Regions from separate parts of the Mus musculus genome. Here regions 2, 3 and 4 are each linked to region 1. A link is a contact called in public Hi-C and HiChIP or PLAC-seq data. All regions are on one chromosome and are shown on one strand. The core of a region is the stretch at or near the end of the contact, and the rest is flanking DNA. Distances in the headings are between cores, read along the strand shown.

The links. Hi-C and Micro-C count contacts between places; a contact is called where the count stands out from the background. HiChIP or PLAC-seq counts read pairs in DNA pulled down with a chosen protein or histone mark.
Region 2: a contact with region 1 is called in a Hi-C map of colorectal tumor organoids, with 1.9 times the contacts expected there. The contact joins two enhancer-like sites. A contact is called at or near these places in 36 of 484 Hi-C or Micro-C datasets (the 3T3-L1 cell line, 3T3-L1-derived adipocytes, the 63-12 cell line and 32 more), 15 of 115 datasets of contacts at active chromatin or transcription factors (bone marrow-derived macrophages, embryonic basal ganglia, embryonic fibroblasts and 8 more) and 2 of 9 other capture datasets (adipose tissue and liver).
Region 3: a contact with region 1 is called in an H3K4me3 HiChIP or PLAC-seq map of fetal liver, with 2.7 times the contacts expected there. The contact joins two enhancer-like sites. A contact is called at or near these places in 4 of 39 promoter capture datasets (the C10 cell line, the HPC-7 cell line, cranial neural crest and 1 more), 2 of 15 datasets of contacts at CTCF or cohesin (the NIH/3T3 cell line and large pre-B cells), 5 of 484 Hi-C or Micro-C datasets (bone marrow-derived macrophages, liver, muscle stem cells and 2 more) and 20 of 115 datasets of contacts at active chromatin or transcription factors (the NIH/3T3 cell line, bone marrow-derived macrophages, embryonic basal ganglia and 12 more).
Region 4: a Hi-C map of CD8 T cells shows a contact between it and region 1, with 3 times the contacts expected there. The contact joins two enhancer-like sites. A contact is called at or near these places in 27 of 484 Hi-C or Micro-C datasets (B cells, CD4 T cells, CD8 T cells and 16 more) and 13 of 115 datasets of contacts at active chromatin or transcription factors (bone marrow-derived macrophages, differentiating embryonic stem cells, effector CD8 T cells and 6 more).

What each region holds. Positions count from the first base shown.
Region 1 is chr17:88,253,269-88,258,024 of GRCm38.p6, reverse strand. It overlaps Gm31615 (a long non-coding RNA gene), which reads left to right. Exons shown (of 7, transcript XR_877113.1): 4 at 3,730-4,327. Among named protein-coding and RNA genes, the nearest start is that of 1700116H05Rik, 52 kb to the left of the region's middle. Within about 2 kb of position 1,759, at least 289 of the 459 cell types and tissues checked have an H3K27ac peak or open chromatin away from gene starts, as enhancers often do. A contact at or near this core is called in CD8 T cells, colorectal tumor organoids, embryonic stem cells and 3 more, where this site is marked.
Region 2 is chr17:88,419,120-88,423,729 of GRCm38.p6, reverse strand. No RefSeq gene overlaps it. Among named protein-coding and RNA genes, the nearest start is that of Foxn2, 19 kb to the left of the region's middle. Within about 2 kb of position 2,334, at least 4 of the 459 cell types and tissues checked have an H3K27ac peak or open chromatin away from gene starts, as enhancers often do. A contact at or near this core is called in colorectal tumor organoids, where this site is marked.
Region 3 is chr17:88,465,128-88,469,554 of GRCm38.p6, reverse strand. The region is part of intron 2 of Foxn2 (forkhead box N2); the gene reads right to left. Among named protein-coding and RNA genes, the nearest start is that of Foxn2, 27 kb to the right of the region's middle. Within about 2 kb of position 2,219, at least 15 of the 459 cell types and tissues checked have an H3K27ac peak or open chromatin away from gene starts, as enhancers often do. A contact at or near this core is called in fetal liver, where this site is marked.
Region 4 is chr17:88,402,124-88,406,762 of GRCm38.p6, reverse strand. No RefSeq gene overlaps it. Among named protein-coding and RNA genes, the nearest start is that of Gm23947, 12 kb to the right of the region's middle. Within about 2 kb of position 1,627, at least 25 of the 459 cell types and tissues checked have an H3K27ac peak or open chromatin away from gene starts, as enhancers often do. A contact at or near this core is called in CD8 T cells, embryonic stem cells, memory CD8 T cells and 1 more, where this site is marked.

The sequences.
Region 1 (4,756 bases), core at 510-3,009:
CTACAGTGTACTTACATATAACAATAAATAAAATCTTTAAAAAACAAACAACAGCCAGTCCCAGCACTCGGGAGGCAGTGGCAGGTGGATTTCTGAGTTCGAGGCCAGCCTGGTCTACAAAGTGAGTTCCAGGACAGCCAGGGCTATGTAGGTTCTCGAAAAAACCAAAAAAAAAAAAAAAAAAGAAAGAAAAAAAAAGAAAGAAAGCAAACTAACTTTTCAATAGGGCACAGGACAGTGTATGTGTGTGGTGGGTAGCATTTGTGTACCTGTCTGTAAGATTGAAGAGATACAAAGTGACCCCCGGGAAAGTGATCTCTACCGTAGAGACCTCCCACCCACTCATTGCAAACTAAGGGTCTTTCTTTTTGTTAGGTTAGTTTGTTTGTTTTTTGTTGTTGTTGTTTTTGTTGTTGTTTTTGGAACACTTACCAGCGCAACACTGGGTATAGGAAGGGTGTAAGGAGGCCCAGTTACCCTGCCAGGACTAGGGAACACTAAGGAGAACTCTGGTACCTGAGCTCAGGCTGCAGAGAAGTGGATGCTGCCCTGCTCTGGTTATGACACAGCTGACCCGCACACAGACTGGCTGGGAACACTGGAGAGATCTGATTGGAACCAACCACCCTGCTAGGGGAAACCTACTGGGATTGCCTACAGCAAGAACACTGCCCTTCCTCCTGCTGCCTGGAGTCTCCCTCTAGTGCCCAGATTGGCAGTTTTTCAGTTAACAGCTTAATAATTAGCTCACCAAACACTCGTGCAATCACACACTAATATGATCTGTCCTGTTCGCTGGGATACCTCAGTGCTTAGTTTCCTGGTATAAAACACAAACGGAAAACATTTGTTGATGAAGGTGGAGCTTACACTAGCTGTTTTCCAGTCTGCATTCAAAGGCAAGAAGAGTCCAAAATAACCTCGGTTGTCCTGCCAAAATTTAAGCTCATTCCTGGCTCTATTTATATTTCTCCCAGTTGGCTCTTGGCGGGGCTGTAGGAGGCAGCATAGATAGCCTAGGGCTTCGGAGAAAAATGCAGGTCCAGTGTAAAATCCCAGCCCCTCTAAGAGTTGAGATTCTCGGGCAAATTACTCAGTACCAAAGGCTTGCTTCCCTCATCTGCAAAATGCAGGTGATGATGCTGTGGGGCTTAAATAAGGCAGTCCTGCGGGGGCATGTGTTCCTCAAGGGCTCCCGCCCCACACCCCAGAGGGGTGGGCCCGTGAGTAGCTTGCCCGGATTTCCTGATCGCTGACCATGGTCCAAGCGGGAGGGCCATGGATTCGCCCATGGCTTCTAGGCAGGCCAAAGATTGTAGCACCTCAGTAGGCTAGGCATGGCACCAGGCAGACAGCTAGAGCCCAAGCTCGGCAGCCCAGGACGGCCCTAAGAATTGCGAGGGAGTTTCCTAACAACCCTATTTCAAATTTCCTAATAGTGGAGTTTCAAAGCCAGCTACCTCCTGCCCAGCACAAACGAGGGTGTGGTTGTGTTCACATTCACACTGAAACAAAAGAAAACTAGCAGAGCACCCCCACCCCCCACCCCTACCCCCTGGGCCTCGCTCAGCTCCGGACATTTTCCCAGGCACCCGGTGCAGCCGAGCTACGGGCACGCCCTACGGCCGCTGCACTTTCCAGAGCCAGGGTGCAGCCTCCCCCAAGGTCGGATCCCAAGGGGCTCCAAGGACCCGGCCCCCGGGTGAGCTGGCCGGTTTGCCTTGCCGAGCTAAGTCCGACCCGCAGTTGCAGCCAGATACTGGCCCAAGGCCTGTGGCTGGGCTCAAAATCGTCCTCTCCCGGGCTGGAATCCTGGGAATGTCGCTGCGGGGAAGCATCTGGCTGGCCTCCGGGCGGCAGGAGGGGGTCAAACCTTTTTCGGGTGATTTTGCACAAAATTCTCCCTACACCAAGGGCTGCGGTCCTGGGAAGTGGAAGCCCAAGGAATGACAAGAGAGCTGCTCGCTCCTTCTCCAGGTCGCCTTCGTCATGTCTAACTCCCGATACGCTGCCGGCGAAGCAGACAAAATGCCTTTTCCCCGTTCCGAAGACCCCTTCTTTGTGTCTATGGAAGTTCCTTCCTCGGTTGCGAACCATCTATGCCACCCGAGCGGGTCTTTCCAGCTGGATTGTCGCCACCTCGTGGCTACCTTGGTCCTTCGTCCCCCTAAGCCCTTTGCTCTCTTTGGTCTCAAGCCTATTTTTCTTTTCTTTCTACAACCAGCTATGGACTGAAACTTTATAATCCTGTTCTCTGGGCTTAGGATGTGAGCTGGGATACCTCTGTCCCCTTCTTTCTGTTACACCGCTCGCCTTCTTAAAGAGAAACGAAGCAGGTGCTAGTTGGAGGGCAGGAGTCACCGGGTTGGCAAGCCTGTGGGGGCTCGGTGTGAGGCGCCAGTCCTCTCTCTACCAATTTCCCATGAGACAAACTGATGATTAAGAAGACAAACGCACTCTGTCTTGTTCCTACTGGTTAGTGATGCTATTACACTCGATGAGTATTATTAAAGGACCCCTGTCATTAGAGACTCCCTGTTATTATTGTTATTATTATTTAGCATTTATAATGTATTCCTTATTTTCAAAACACACTATTATCTCCCTGGACTTTCCAAACACAACTGAGCGGCAGGCAGGTGACAACTTCATAAAATAGGGAAACTGAGGCACTGTAATTAGTACAGAGTTATTGGATTAATGAGTCAACAGTAGTCATTTCTCCCCAGAAGATTACTGCCTTACTCTGAACTCATGGATTCCAGTAAATGGTGATCCTGGTTTGGGAAGCTAGTTTCTCACACTCACTTTTATGACCCACTTGTAATCACGTTAGAAACCCAGTCAGGGAAGTCTTCGCACTTATGAGTCATTACTTCAAACTCATTACTGGGCACCTGGGCCACCTTAATTGTATTTTATTTTACAAGTCGAATTATTGTGATTATTGTTACTTAGTATAATAAGTATTTATTGTATTCTGCTAAAATGTATATAATGAATCTCTGTTTTTAAAAAGTAGTAACATTAGTAAGATGGATATATTTTGATCTAGAGAACAAATAGCTCTCTTTCTTTCTTTCTTTCTTTCTTTCTTTCTTTCTTTCTTTCTTTTTCTTTCTTTCTTTGTTTGGATTTTCGGGACAGGGTTTCTCTGTGTAGCCCAGGCTGTCCTGGAACTCATTCTGTAGACCAGGCTGGCCTCAAACTCAGAAATCCATCTGCCTCTGCCTTCCAAGTGCTGGGATTAAAGGCGTGTGCCACCACCACCGGGCAACAAATAGTTTTCAAGATAATCACTCTTATTGTTTGTTACCACAGGCATTCAGGAAAAATTAACTATATTATATATGTGTAGATATTTGGTTGTTTCAAGACAGAGTTTCAGGCCCTTTGCTGTCCTGGAATTCACTTTGTAGACCAGGTTAGCCTTTTGAACTCAGAGATCTGCCTGCCTCTGTCTTCTGAGTGCTGGGATTAAAGCACCTAACTTTGATTATATGATTTTAATGCTGAAGCCTATCAGCCTTTCAGAGACAAGAAAGTTCCCAAGCTTTGCTTCTAGTTTTAAGAAATCTCCAGTCTTAGCCGAGAGTGACTCAGTCCTAGTACTTCGTAGCCGAATCCCTTTCATAACTGAGTTTCCACTCCCAAGGCAGTAACAACATATGGTCATTTCCAATGTTGTATCAATATACGAAGATTTCTACCAATGTTCTATCTTCACAGAAAGGAGCTGTGTCGAGCACTCCGTCTCCTTCCTTCTGGATGAAAGAGATCTGGCATCCTGGAAGTCTCCAGTGCACAGCTTCGGCCTGTGTGGTTTGGAGAGTTGGGAAGTTTATCCGTCCATCCTGCTGCTTGGATGCCAGCCACGCAGGAGTCTCTCATACAACCTTTCTGAGTTTTTCTTTTTACCCATTTCTCATCTCAAATAACAAATTCCTAAAGGCATAATTTCAAAGAAGTTGCTCATCAGTTTAGGGGACCTGGGCCAACCTTCCCAACCTTCCCTTGTGCCCATTCATTCATTCATTCATTCAGAATGCATATGTTGTGTGTCCATATGCTGCATATTAATAATAGCTCCTTTCTTCAGTAAGTTGGGGCTAGCTCATTCCTGCGCAGCAAAGCTTCATGGTTAATTCTTGTTATTCTTACTCTGTAGTGAGAAAACTGGAGCTCCCAGAAGATGCCTATCATAGCACAAGTAGACAGGAACCTGGGAACATGCATGAGACTGCAACTCCCAGCTACTCTGACAATCAAAGCCCTGCGTTACCTTCCTGCACCTGTCACATGGAAGCATGATGAGAGGATGAAGCGGGTAAATATGAGCAGATTACTAAATTAATTTATTTATTTATTTATTTATTTATTTATTTATTTGGTTTTTCGAGACAGGGTTTCTCTGTATAGCCCTGGCTGTCCTGGAGCTCACTCTGTAGACCAGGCTGGCCTCGAACTCAGAAATCCACCTGCCTCTGCCTCCCGAGTGCTGGGATTAAAGGCATGTGCCACCATGCCCGGTGCTAAATTTATTCTTAAATAAAGCATTGTATAGATATTATTTACATTGATAGAAATCTCTATAACTGATACAAAATTGAAGTTATAATTTCTTACATTGGTACAGAATTTGTATATTGATACAGGTTTAAGGTTTTCATTGGTATAAATCTTTGTATATTGATACAAGAATTGAAATTAATATTGTTACTCTTAGATAGGCATTGTGCCTATGCAACTCATTTAA
Region 2 (4,610 bases), core at 1,085-3,584, 170 kb before region 1:
TGTAGGATCAATGTAGTAAAAATGGCCATCCTACCAAAAGCAATCTATAGATTCAATGCATTACCCACCAAAATTCTAATACAAATTTTGAAAGAACAAATTTTACCTTCATATGGGAACACAAAAAACCTTTGACAGCTAGAACAATCCTGAATAATAGTCATAATCATACTCGTAATCACAATCATCTGAAATTGGGGTTCAGGACCTCAACATAAAACCACATACACTGAAACCGATAGGTGAGGACATGAGGGATAGTCTCAAATGCATTGGCACAGGAAGCGGCTTTAACACAGACACTAAGATCAACAATAAACAGGACCTCATGATACTGAGAGGCTTCTGCGTGGCAAAGGACAGGATCACGCAGAGAACTCGGTAGTCAACAGCCTAGATAGCTCGGGTAGAACCGAATACTACTATAAAAAGAAAGGAACAGGGGAGAGGGGAGAGGGGAGGGGGGAGAGGGGAGGAGAAGGAAGGAGAGGGAAGAGGGGAGAGGGGAGAGGGGAGAGGGGAGAGAGAGCAATCTTCAATTTAATACCACTTGTAAATTCTCCAAGGGAGTCTCACTGGGGAAACTACTCTTAAGGGCAGCCTGCATGTCCAGCAGCAGATGGCCAATATCAAGCAAACTAAATGGCATCTTTGGAGGTCCCTTGTCTCATAATGTCATGCCAGGGCGTTTGCTTTACCTTTTAAATTTTTATTAGTAATTCATTTTATTATATTTTCTCTCTCTTTTTATTCTACAGGTCCTTTGTGCATATATTAGAGCATCTAGCTTAGTGGGTTTTTAAATTTTTGTTCGTTTGTTTTATTTTTTGTTTTGTTTGTTTGGTTTTGAATTTTGAGTCAAGGTTTCTCTATGTAGCCTTGGCTGTCTTGGAACTCACTCACCAAACTCACCTCCAGTTTAGTGTTTATAGGTTTCCTGAGTGGGCAAAGGAATGGGTCTCTGTGTCTATATCTATTTAATGTGCTTTTTCTAAATCTCTTTTCCTTAGGTTTGTTTTGTCCTAGTCTGATGGGTTAGTTTTTGTTTCCTCTTACTAGGTTTTATTTTATTATTATCCCTTAGAATCCTGTTTGTTTTCTAATGAAAGACAGAAAAGGGAGTGGATCCAGATGGGGGTGTGGGGAGGAACTTGAGTAGAGAGAGGGGAAACTGTAATCAGAATATATGAGAGAGAAAAATCTGCTTTCGATAAAAGGAAAAAAAATAAAATTTAAAAATAAAAGAAAAAGAAAGCAAGCGACAGAGACGGGGGGGGGGGGGAGACAGAGACAGAGAGAGAACGCTAAAGAATTTGAAATGTTTTGTTTTGTTTGTTTGTTTTATGGCTATCAAACTCACATGTACTAGATCAGCCCTACTGCTGATCTACAGCCCCAGACCTTGATCTTTATTGCTGTTGCTGTTATTGTTTGTTTTGTTTTATTTTGTTTTAACACAGGGTCTCATTTGTACAGCCCTGGCTGACCCAGAACCCAGTGATCAGCCTGCCTCTGCCTTCCAAGCGCTGAGATTCAAGGTGTGCACCACCACCCAGCCCTATTTGATTTTTCTTTTCTTTTGAGACAGGTTTTCCTGCAGCCCTGGCTGGGCTCACCGTGTAGATGAGCGGAGACACTGGCCTTGCACTCCTGACTGTTTCCCAAATGTTAGAGTTACAGGCAAAGGACACCACTCCTGGCCAATCGAGGTTCCCTTTCATTTCCTCTTTCTGTCTTTGTTTGTTTGTTTGTTTATTTATTTATTTATTTGTTTGTTTGTTTGTTTGTTTTGAGATAGGGTTTCTCTGTATAGCCATGGCTGTCCTGGAACTCACTCTGTAGACCAGGCTTGGAAACACAGCCCATGCCTTCTTAGAAGATAAACAACAGTGGATCAAATACAGCCTTGGGAAAGTTGGAAAAGGCCTTAGAAAAGATGGACCTTGAGAGGACATTGGAGTGAGTATTTCTAAATGGAGTGGAAAAGGATGACTTTGTGAGAGCTATTCACAGATGACTTCCCCACCTTTGCAGGTCTAAAAGCTTTCACAATGTGCGTGCACTCCGTAGCTGCATTTCATAAGGTCACTTAAGATACTCTCAGATTTACCACAGCGTTTCCCCACCTGCTTCTTGATCAAAGCTTCAGAACCTATTTGGAAGAATCACTTTTATTATTTTATCCCTTGGCACCGTAACATGGCATGAGTCCTGCCACGCCACGGGATACTTATCTAAAAATAACTTCAACTTGGAGACAGACATGTGCCCATGCATGCACACAGGTGTTCATGACCTCATCTTGGCAAGCTCTCAAGAGACAACAGTTCCTCATGCAGGTCCAGCTTTGTGGCTGTGATCAGGTTCCTCCCACAGGCCACAGGATGGGCAGAGCCCTGTTTTATTTACTGTTTGTGTTACAAGAGTCCTATTCTTTCACCATGTGGACTCCTGAACTAAACGCAGGTGGTCAGAATTGGCGGCAAACTCCTTCCCCCATTCAGCCATCTTGCCAGCCCAAGGACTCTGTTTTTTGAGTTTAGTGTTTGCAGCCTCAGGTATCTTAATGTTATCTTTGCATTTGGGTTTTGTAAATAAAGTTTGTTGAAGCAGTGTAGTTACAGTGGGAGTTTGGAACCTTGGCTCACATCTTCTTGCCATATAGCTCTACTTTGCAAAATAGGGTCTCAGGTGCTGGCTCTCCCATGCTCTAGCACCCCAGGAGTTTTCTGCTCCCCTTTGCCCAGCCCCAGGACCATTTCTGAGCAGGTCATGTATGAACAGAATATGTTCTGTCTAAATCTCCAATGCAGACCGACCTAGGCAGGTTGCAGAAAGGGTCTAGGTGGGACAGGTGTTAATAGGTGGGTTAGGGAATGATGGCAGCCATCCATCTCTGCTCTGAGTAGTACTATGCATTAATTTAGTGGGTATCTTGCAGATGCTAGTGTCTCACACCCATCTGTGATTGATTCCAGGTTCCAAGTGCTTCCAGGCACGGGGTGAGTGTGGGGTTGCTGCATGCCTTTGGTGACTTGGGGTGGCTAGTCATGGCAAGTATCGTCCTATTCTTTTATAAGGCCAGATGTCCTGGTCCCGTGGCTGGTGAGAGTATGAGCCTGGTAAACTAGTGGGCGTTCAGATCCCTGGGCACAGCAGTTAGGGTCTAGGGCTCCTATAAAGCTCTGTCCAGTGCTGCAGTTATGCATAGCCATTGGGTAAAGCATGGCACTAAGTATGATTGGTCAAGAGAAAGATAGTAATTGAAGAAAAGAATACTTTTGTATGTTAGTAGCTTTAACTACATCTTCTCCAGGCTTGCTGTGGTTGGTTCATTGTGCGGTTGTTTCTTGTTTACTTGTTTGTTACTTTGTTATTTGTTTGTTTGGTCAGTTGTTTGGTTTGTTTGTTTGGTTGTTATTTGCTTGTTGGTTGTTTTGTTTGTTATTTGGTTGTTTGTTGCTTGGCTGTTATGTGGTTGGTTATTGTTTGTTTGTTGGATGGTTGTTGTTTGGTTCGGTTGGTTGGTTGGTGTAGCATTATAAAGTCAGAGCCTACATCTCAGGGCTTTTCTGTTAGTTGTTTACTAGGATAGAAAAGACAGTCTTATCCAGATATGGTTTTCCATAAGAAAAGTTAGAGAATCCCACGGAGACAGGGTTTTTCTTTAGCCCTAAGAATTCAGACAGAACTATTGAACATAGATAAATTTTTTGCCCCAGGCCAGCCTTTTCTATTTTTATTTTTATTTTTATTTTTATTTTTATTTTTATTTTTATTAGCAACAGGGAGGAGATGTAGCCTCCCCTCCCCCAGCCTTAATGGTTCCACTGTTTACACCTGGATAGAGCTTGCCTGCTCAATCGTTCTGCCACGCCCACTGCTGGAACCTGCCGCTTTGCTGTTCGGAGCCATACACGTGGTCACCCTGCTACTAGACTCCAAGATTATTTGGCGGGAATCGGGCCCCTCCCCCTTCCTTCATAACTGAGTGCCGAAATAGTAAAAATTAAACCTTGAGCAGAGACCTTTGTCTTGGTTCCTTCCTTATCTTGCACAGCCCAGCCCCTCTTCTCTTCCAGGTTTCCAAAATGCCTTTCCAGGCTAAAACCCAGGCTGTGATCTGCTGGCTGGACACAACAGGTTGGTTGGTTGGTTGGTTGGTTGGTTGGTTGGTTTGGTTGGTTGGTGGTTGTTTGGTTTGTTGTATATTTGGTTGGTTGTGGTTTGGATGGTTGTTGGTTGGTTGATTGTTGGTTGGTTGGTTGGTTGATGGTTGGTTAGCTGGTTGATTGGTTGATTGTTGGTTGGTTAGCTGGTTGGTTTTGTTGGTTGGTGGTTGGTTGACTGATTTGGTTCCTTGGTGGTTGTTGGTTTGTTGTTTGGCTGGTTGACTGGTTGGTGGGTTTGGTTGGCTGTTGGTTGGTTGGTTCATTGGTTGATTTTCTACTCTAGAGATCTGGATTACTTTTCTCATTGATGACTGTGACAAAAGTCCTGACAAAAGTTGGCATGTAGGAGAAACAGAGCTGAAGTCTCAGGGTTGTACAGCTCAGGTTCCAAGACTTCAGCAAGAGTGACTATTGTTTTCTGTGCTTCCAGTCCATGCC
Region 3 (4,427 bases), core at 970-3,469, 210 kb before region 1:
CCCATTTTTAATAGGGTTATTTGGTTCTCTGGAGTCTAACTTCTTTAGTTTTTTGTATATATTGGATATTAGCCCCTCTCAGATTTAGGGTTGGTAAAGATCTTTTCCCAATCTGTTGGTTGCCTTTTGTCTTATTGACAGTGTCCTTTGCCTAACAGAAGTTTTGCAATTTTATAAGATCCCATTTGTCAATTGTTGATTTTAGAACATAAGCCATTGGTGTTCTGTTCAGGTAATTTCCCCCTGTGCCTGTCCTCAAGGCTCTTCCCCACATTCTCTTCTATGAGTTTCAGTGTTTCTGGTTTTATGTGGAGCTCCTTGATCCACTTGGACTTGAGCTTTGAACAAGTAGATAAGAATGGGCCAATTTGCATCCTTCTACATGCTGACCTCCAGTTGAACCAGCACCATTTGTTGAAAATGCTGTCTTTTTTCCACTGGATGGTTTTAGCTCCTTTGTCAAAGATCAAGTGACCATAGGTATGTGGGTTCATTTCTGGGTCTTCAATTCTATTCCATTGATCTACCTGTCTGTCACTGTACCAGTACCATGCAGTTTTTAATCACAATTGCTCTGAAGTACAGCTTGAGGTCAGGCATGGTGATTTCTCCAGATGTTCTTTTATTGTTGAGAATAGTTTTGGCTATCCTAGGTTTTTTGTTATTCCAAATGAATTTGCAAATTGCTCTTCCCTATGAAGAATTGAGTTGGAGCCGGGCGTGGTGGCACACGCCTTTAGTCCCAGCACTTGGGAGGCAGAGGCAGGCGGATCTCTGAGTTCGAGGCCAGCCTGGTCTACAGAGTGAGTTCCAGGACAGCCAAGGCTACACAGAGAAACCCTGTCTCAGGGAAAAAAAAAAAAAAAAAAAAAAAAAAAAAAGAATTGAGCTGGAATTTTGATGGGGATTTCATTGAATCTGTAGACTGCTTTCAGCAAGATGGCCATTTTTACTATATTAATCCTGCCAATCCAAGAGCATCGGCGATCTTTGTAGGAGTCTTTCTGAAATCTGAAAACTCACCCCCATAACATACATTCTTCAGCAAGGGCATACTTCCTAATCCTCTTCAAACAACCACTGAGGACCAAATATCCAAATGTTGGGAGACTTACAGGAGACCTCATTCAAACCACACCAACCATGCCTAGTCCTATGGTGCCTCAAACCTCTCCCAAAGGGTGGGGAAGCCAGGATGGGGCTTTATCGTGTATACCCATGGAGTCCTTTCTCCCATCTCCGACTGTCCAGTGCTAGACTGTGAACTTCTCATTCCTGGCCTCTGAAAATAAAGTTTTCTTTTCTGACCTTCTCGGTGTTTCCTATAGGAGAAGCCCCTCTCTCCCTTCTTAGTCTTCCTCCCTGTCCTCGCAGGGATCCCTCCTGGTGGGGCCATCAAAGCCCCACCTACCAGCCTACACTGTAGCTTCTTGTAGCATGTAGTTCCTATGAACTTGCTTTAAGCTCTGAGTGGACTGCACTACCGGGCCCTGCCCAGAGAATACTGGATCCATGGACGAAAAACACAGACACACACACACAGCTCAATTTCAACCTGCCACCTTGGTTCAATTGCTGGGCACTTCTAATCTCCTGTAGCTAGCATGTCCTTCCCACTATTCTTAGCTCAGCACATCTTAATCTGCCCTTAGCTTAGTGACCCAGTTACCTTCTCCTTGTTCAACAACCCAAAACTGCCCTCAGCTAGTTTTTTTCTAATCTTTCACCTGGGGAAGTGGCCTATGGCGGGCGGCTCCCCAAGATCTCACATGGCTGGTCACCTTTTCTCCCTCCGAAGCATGGAGACATTTCCCTTCCTCGTCTTGTGTCTCTTAGCCTGCTTGGCAGGATGTGGAAGTCCCGTCTCTTTCCTTTGTTCAGCAATTGGCCATTGGCATCTTGTTTGATAGATGAAGAACCAACTGCTGCTTGTATTACGAATGCTAATTATGTTTCACTAAAAACCTGTTTGTATGAGAGTGTCTGCACTTAACTCCTGGGAGTCTGCCCCCCCCCATCACCCTCCCTTCTCCACCCCACCCCGCCCCCATTGGTTCAGATTGGTAATAAAGATGCCAACAGCCAATAGCTGGGGGTGGGGGGGGAGACACAGGCAGGATTTGAGGATTCTCAGGTTTGGGGCCAGAAGAGAGAAGGGATGAAGGAGAGATCCAACATGCCAGGAAAGTGTGGAGGGAGGAAAGATGTGATGCCTGAGAAGAGAGATATGGTTGCCATGTTAATGAGCTGGGAGAGTTTGGCCCAACTGAGCAGTCCTGAGTCCAGAGAAGCCAAGATAGAACATAAAATTGGTAAATAACTGAGGATTAACTGCATGGAGGTTAGACAGTGGTCCAGCTATTGAGCTACTTAAGGCATATCAAAATATAAAAGCTGTGCGTGTGTTTCATTCAGGAACATAAACCTTGGGGCGGGCAAACCCTCCATCGGGATTTATTAAGTAGAAAATACTACAACAGCACTCCTTCTAAACACAGAGTTTTAGCTGTCTGACTCTCTGGATCAGCATCCAGAGCTCCTAGGAGCTCCATGATAATCACGTGACTCCCAGAGCATCCAGCTGAGAATGTCTTCTTAAAATATATTGCATGGCTGGTTCTTGGTTCTACCATGATATTCAGGCATTTTTCTGAGCTGCACTTATCCCTGCCTTTGGGGTCCCTTTGTTCCTTCCTTCTGTCTTTCCTAGGCAGCTTCCCTCAGTGCTCTTGCCTTCCAGACACTGCCTTGAATATCTGTTTACAGCCTCTGTTATCTGCAAAGCACTGGCTGAAGTCTAGTGTGATGATAACATACGTGGGAGGCCAGGGCAGAAGGATCATGAGTCCTGCCTAAGCTAAATAGAAAAGCCCTATCATGAGAAGAGAAAACAGACAAACCAACAAAACTTTAATGCTAAAATAAAAGCTTTATAAAAGAAAAGTTGGCTTTTGGAATTCTGAGATGGCAATCACCATTTCCATATTGACTTTGTGGTTCTCATGGGCAATACCCAACGGCCTAGGAGGGCATCTAGAGAAGAAAGTGATCAGTGATCAGCTCTCCCACAGGAAATTTACTGGGCTGTCCACTCTGGGCTCCAGGACCCTTACCCTCCTCTTGGATCCCAGCCTGCTCCCTCTGCTTGAGGGAGTAACTTCTTCTTCTTTTTTTTTTTTTTTTTTTCTTTTTTTCCGAGGCAGGGCTTGTCTATGTAGCCCTGGCTGTCCTGGAACTCACTCTGTAGACCAAGCTGGTCTCGAACTCAGAAATCTACATGCCTCTGCCTCAAAAGTGCTGGCATTAAAGGAGTATGCCACTACAGCCCTGCGAGGGAGTAACTTCTTGCCGCCACTTTATGGGTGATTTGATGAACTTGGAGTTCCCTTTTCATTTTGTTTGTCCTTAAAATCATAGGCTAATTAAAGGAACACGCCCACCATATGAAAAGCCCCAGATATCGGCCATGGTATCACAACAATTTCAAAGTATATAAGACAGCCACCCTTAGCTACACATTGAGTTTGATCTCAGCTGGGTTACATGAAATCCTAACTCTACAAAGACAAGAAGAGAGGGAGAGAGGAGGGGAGGGAGGGAGGGAGGGAAGGAAGGAAGGAGGGAGGGACGGAGGGAGGAAACAAACATTAAATAAAAATCAAACAAGTAAAAATGAATATAAAAGAACTTTATATAGTAGTCTTTAAAAAAAACTTTAGAAACTCAGATGCCTAAGTATTTGGGAAATACTGAACATTGTTTTAAGGTTACAAAATAATTCCTCCCCCTGCCACACACTGTAGTCCATTCTCCCCTCTCTAGTTTCAGAGAACAAGAGCCTGAAAATTTTCGCCTCCTTCCTGAACATTCACCAGCAGTTGAAAGGTTGGTGGAATCATGAGCCCTATGACCAATCACTATGTAAAGCAAGGATAAGTAGGTAGATATCCATATGTGATTACTGCAATAAGATTTTTGACTTTTAGAAGCGTTTATACCCTCCCCAGTAGGCTATAAAAACTTGTACACAACTATAATATATACTGTAGAAACAACAAACAAAGGGCTACAGGAGCCACGAGGGAGGGAAAGAGAATGCTAAACTAAAAAGATAACAGTGAAAATAAGTTTTAAAAGGAAAATCAATTATAAGGTTAATGGTTGCTGGTTGGTGATGGCATACACCTTTAGTCCCATCACTTGGAGTCAGAGGCAGGCAGATCTCTGAGTGTGAGGTCAGCCTAGTCTACAAAGTGAGTGCCGGGACTACACAGAGAAACCCTGTCTCAAAACCATGTCCCCACCCCCCAATTAATGGTAAAAGAAAGAGAATCCAATCAAGTATGAACATGGTATTCTATATCAGGCCAGTGATTCTCAACAATTCTAAAGCTAAGAGACCCTTTAATATAGTTTCCCTAGCTGTG
Region 4 (4,639 bases), core at 378-2,877, 150 kb before region 1:
CAGACCTAGTAGTCTGGTATTCTGCAACACCAAAAAAGGACAGAAAAAATATTATAATAACTATATTTTGAGCTAAGGAATTAGGCATGTTAGTACACTCCTGTAATCAGAATACTTGGAAACTTGAGGCAGGAGGATTGAGAATAGCCTACACCTGTAATCTCAGCATTTGAGAGGCAGAGTCAGGAGGATCACTGGGAGTTTGTGGTCAGTTTGGGTTACATAATGAAATTCTATTCAAATATCTAAAAAAAATGAACAAGAAAAATAAAAAAAAGGGGGTGTCCTGCTTCCGGGTTTGCAGCCTGCGGATCTGTGTTGTTCTGAGTGGCTCCCAGTGCAGTATTGTGGGCTTGTGGTTTGATTGTCAGCAGACTAACCTGAAAACTGGCTTCAGGTCAAAATCACAAGAGCACTTTGTGTGGCGAGCTGAAATCCAGGTTTATGAGGCTTATCTAGTCACTGGCTGTTCTGTTCGCAGAGGCTCACTCCCTTCTTTCAGTTCATTTACCTTCCTGCCTCTAGTGACATCAGCAAGGAAGGTCAACTGTGGGGAATGCTCACTGAAAGATCAATCACATATGATTCAGATTCACCTTTACACATAGAAAGATGGAAGGAAGGAGGGAAGAAAGATGGGAAGAAGGAAGGAAGGAGGAGAAAAGAAGCTGATAGCAAGTCCTGTGGAAGCAACACCCTCAGGACATTAGTTCTCAGCATCTCTTAAATGTTACAGTCATCAGCAGGGCTTTAAAATTCCTTATGCCAGTTGTTTATGAAGTTCCCCCAGGTCTCCTTCCTTCTCCTCCTCCTCCTCCTCCTCCTCCTCCTCCTCCTCCTCCTCCTCCTCCTCCTCCTTTTTTGTTTTGTTTTGTTTTTCAAGACAGGGTTTCTCTGTATAGCTCTGGCTGTCCTGGAACTCTTTTTGTAGACCAGGTTGGCCTCGAACTCAGAAATCCGCCTGCCTCTGCCTCCGGAGTGCTGGGATTAAAGGCGTGTGCCACCACGCCCGGCTCCAGGTCACTTTCTTTTTTTTTTTTTTTTTTTTTTTTTTCTTTTTTAAGTGCACTGTAGCTGTGTTCATACACTCCAGAAGAGGGCATCAGATCTCATTACGGATGGTTGTGAGCCACCATGTGGTTGCTGGGATTTGAACTCAGTACCTTCAGAAGAGCAGTCAGTGCTCTTAACCGCTGAGCCATCTCACCAGCTCCCAGGTCGCTTTCTTAAACCAGACCTGGGAGCAAGGAGCTGAGCTGAGTGCTACAAAACAATCAGACTTCTTCCTAAATTAAATTAAATGCAAACGTGTATATGTACATACACGGTGTGCGTGTGCGTGTGTGTGTGCGCGCGCGCGGACAGCACATGTAAGTAGAAGTGGTTCTCTACCTGCACCACATGGGTCCTACGGCTCGAACTCAGTTCATCAGGCTCAGCGGTCAGCGCTTTACTCGTTGAGCCATCTTGAGAGCTTCCGGCATTCAGGTTTTAAGGCATGTATAATAGGAAAGTGGGGAGATAGAAGCTAGGAAGGTGAAATGGCTATAAAGCATTGGACTGCTTCCTTCAGGGTGGGAGGTGATGGGGTCGCTTCACCCAGAAGCCTCTGACTGTGCTTAAGAGAAAACCGATCGTCTCTAACCACCGTTCACTTCCTGCTGCAAAAGGTTCAACCTTCAACCTTTTCAGAACTGTTTTTCTCCCTGACTCCCGTTTAAATCTTCAAACAAAATGAACTGCTACTGAAGAACTTCCTAAGACTTCGCATCCGTAGGTCTGCCTCTTCCATATCACGCTGTTCCACAATTTGTAAGTCATTAGGAGGAACCGTGTCTGACTTTATTAATTTTTCATATCGCTGAACAGATAATTTTCATATAATAAACCTTAATTGCCGCTGCTCCTAGGTTCCGTAAACATTTAGAAAGAGGTCTTTTTCAAGGGCTATTTAAGCTGAGGAAGGGAAAATTTGACCCACAGTTTATCTGTTAGCTCATTAGCATACTAATGCGGCTACAATTTACATTTGACTAGGGGGTTGTCTTTCACTCTAGAATCTTGTTGGCAGAGCATCACAGTTTTTGGTTGATTTTTAAAAACACTTTGTCTGAATACACAAGGGAAATAAGGTGGTGCTAATACTAGAAGCTTGGAAGTGAATTAATTGCTCTGAAATAATTCCACATTGGGTTGGCCTCTCTGGCGGTGGTATTTGCATGCCCCTCGTTCATGCTAATTGGCATTTAAACAGAATCAACCTACGACATTTCTCACACTTCCTAATGAATGATTATTTCCTCAAGGTACCTAAATTCGGCAGGGGGTTAAGATAGCGGCTGAAGTGCTCTAAGAACTTTCTCAGTTTAAAAAAAAAAATCTTTTTCTGAGCAATTCTGCCACTTGAAGTATTTACCTTGATGTGGACTCAGTGAAATTAACACTGGATCTCATCGCTGTAATCTTATTAGTATCAAAAGGTTTGTTTGTTTGTTTGTTTGTTTTTAGAGAACTAAAAAAAGTAAAGGCAGCGGGTGTAGTGGTGCTTTAGGGAGTCAAGAGACTCAGAGGTTAAAGTGAGCCTCATCCACTTCATAAGTTCAAGGCTAGCCTGGTGTACATGACTGTCTCAAAACAAACACGTAGCTGGGTGTTTTATATAACCTCTGGATGGGGGGTGTAGCTCTCGGTTGAGAGCCTGCTTGCCTGGCATCCACAAAGCCCTGGGTTCTATTACGACCATACCCAGCACTGGTGCGGTGATGCATACTTCTAATCCAAGGTCTTTGGAGGTAGAGGCAGAGGGGGAGCAGAAGTTCAAGGTTCTCCTTGGCTGGTGAGTTGGAGATCAGAAAAGAAAAGAAAGGCACCTGACCTGTATGTGACCATGTCTATGATAATCTCAGAGGAAGGGGTAATATGACTACGGTTTTCCCCAAAGAATAGTTTACCACTTACAGTAGGCTTAAGAAGATCAGCTAAGGTATTCACCGTTGTCCTTAGGAAAGTGTGAAAGAAAAGCCGGGCTCTCCAGAGGCAGTCTTTCTAGGATAGCTGCAGAGGAGAAAAGCTGGGATGGAGTGTGTGTTCATCCCAATTGGTAAATCAGTGTGCTTTATAAGGCTCTGTACTCCCACCTTCATCCAATGGGGGCAAGCGTACATCCTGATGTAGCTCCCGTCTACTTACTTCCTGCCTATGTGTCATCACACACATCCTGTGTGGCTGGAACATCCAACCCTGTGTACAAAAGTGAAAACATACAGTCATTGAAACTGAAAGTGTAATTGAACGCTCTCTCTCTCACACACACAGGTGGATCTGCACTGCAACTGCCAAATGAGTGAAGAGGGCCGCTCCTGGGAAGCTGCTATGGAACCAGGAAGGCCTCTCCTGGGAGGAAAAGCAAGCGTCTCATCTTTGTCCGTCTTCTCAGGAATTGGACATGCATGTGGTACAGGGTCCTGGGGAGAGGCTGGTAGCCCTGGCTGAGGACATGGCTTACAACCACAGCATGGGCTCCTGAAACACTGACTACACCAGGGGATGTAAAGGGCAGTCAGGAGAGCCGAGGAAGGCAAGCAGAACTAGAGAGCAGTGGAGGACTTGTCTGTAGGACTTGAGAGTTAGGAAAATGAACAGAAATGGGCTGTGGAAAGATATGCAAATAAGCACATCCAGGCTTGGGGATTCTGAGCTCGGACACATTCACGATGCCCACGCCACACAAGTGACAAATGTGAGTGCAGGCATGGCTGTCCTTCTTCTTTGTGGTACTAATGATTGAGCACAGGTCAACTAGATACACTATCCCTAAGCTACATCCCCAGACCTATATATCTCTACATAAAAAAAATCTAATATGCTAACATTACTAAAAAGGGTGCAAATTAACACATCACATTGAAAGACCATTTGGTAATATTCAAGTAATTTACATATTTTTCGGATTAATTTTGTTCTCAAATGTGTACTCTGAAGAAATTTACCTTTATGTGTGCAAATGGATAGGGGCAGACATTGACTGATTACTTGATTGATTAATTAGAGTTTTCAAGCTGGTCTGGAACATGATACGTAATCCAAGATGACAGCAAACTTGCCAGGGTCGTCCTGTCTCGGTTTGTCAAAAGTAGTTATTACAGGTATAAAGTACCGTGCTTGGCAATCGCCCCGTTTCTAGCAATGTATTGGGAACAAACTAGCTGCAGTGTATGGAAGAGTTAATAAGTGAATTATCATGAACTCTTCCATCAGAGTCTCTAAAACACAATGGTGAAAAGGAATGCAGTAGAGCTACAGATGGCAAAGGAAATAATTCCAAGAAAGGTGAGGGACTGAAGCAGAGAGCAAGCCAGTCCCTTCAGAAACGCACACTCGCAGGTACATATTCTCATATCGTAAACATCGTTCTTTCCTTAGCCTACATGTTTAACCTCCTTGCTTAGACCATACTTGTTCTAAAGTCATTTTAGTACCACCTCCCAAAAAGGCAAACTGCAATCAGGAGTGATGGTGAGTCATACCTGCAATCACAATACTTGAGATGCTTAGTAGGAAGATCACAGCCTGGACTAAAGTGAAACCCTATCTCAAAAGATAAACATAAAAATTAATCGCAGGAGACTATAGTCATTTT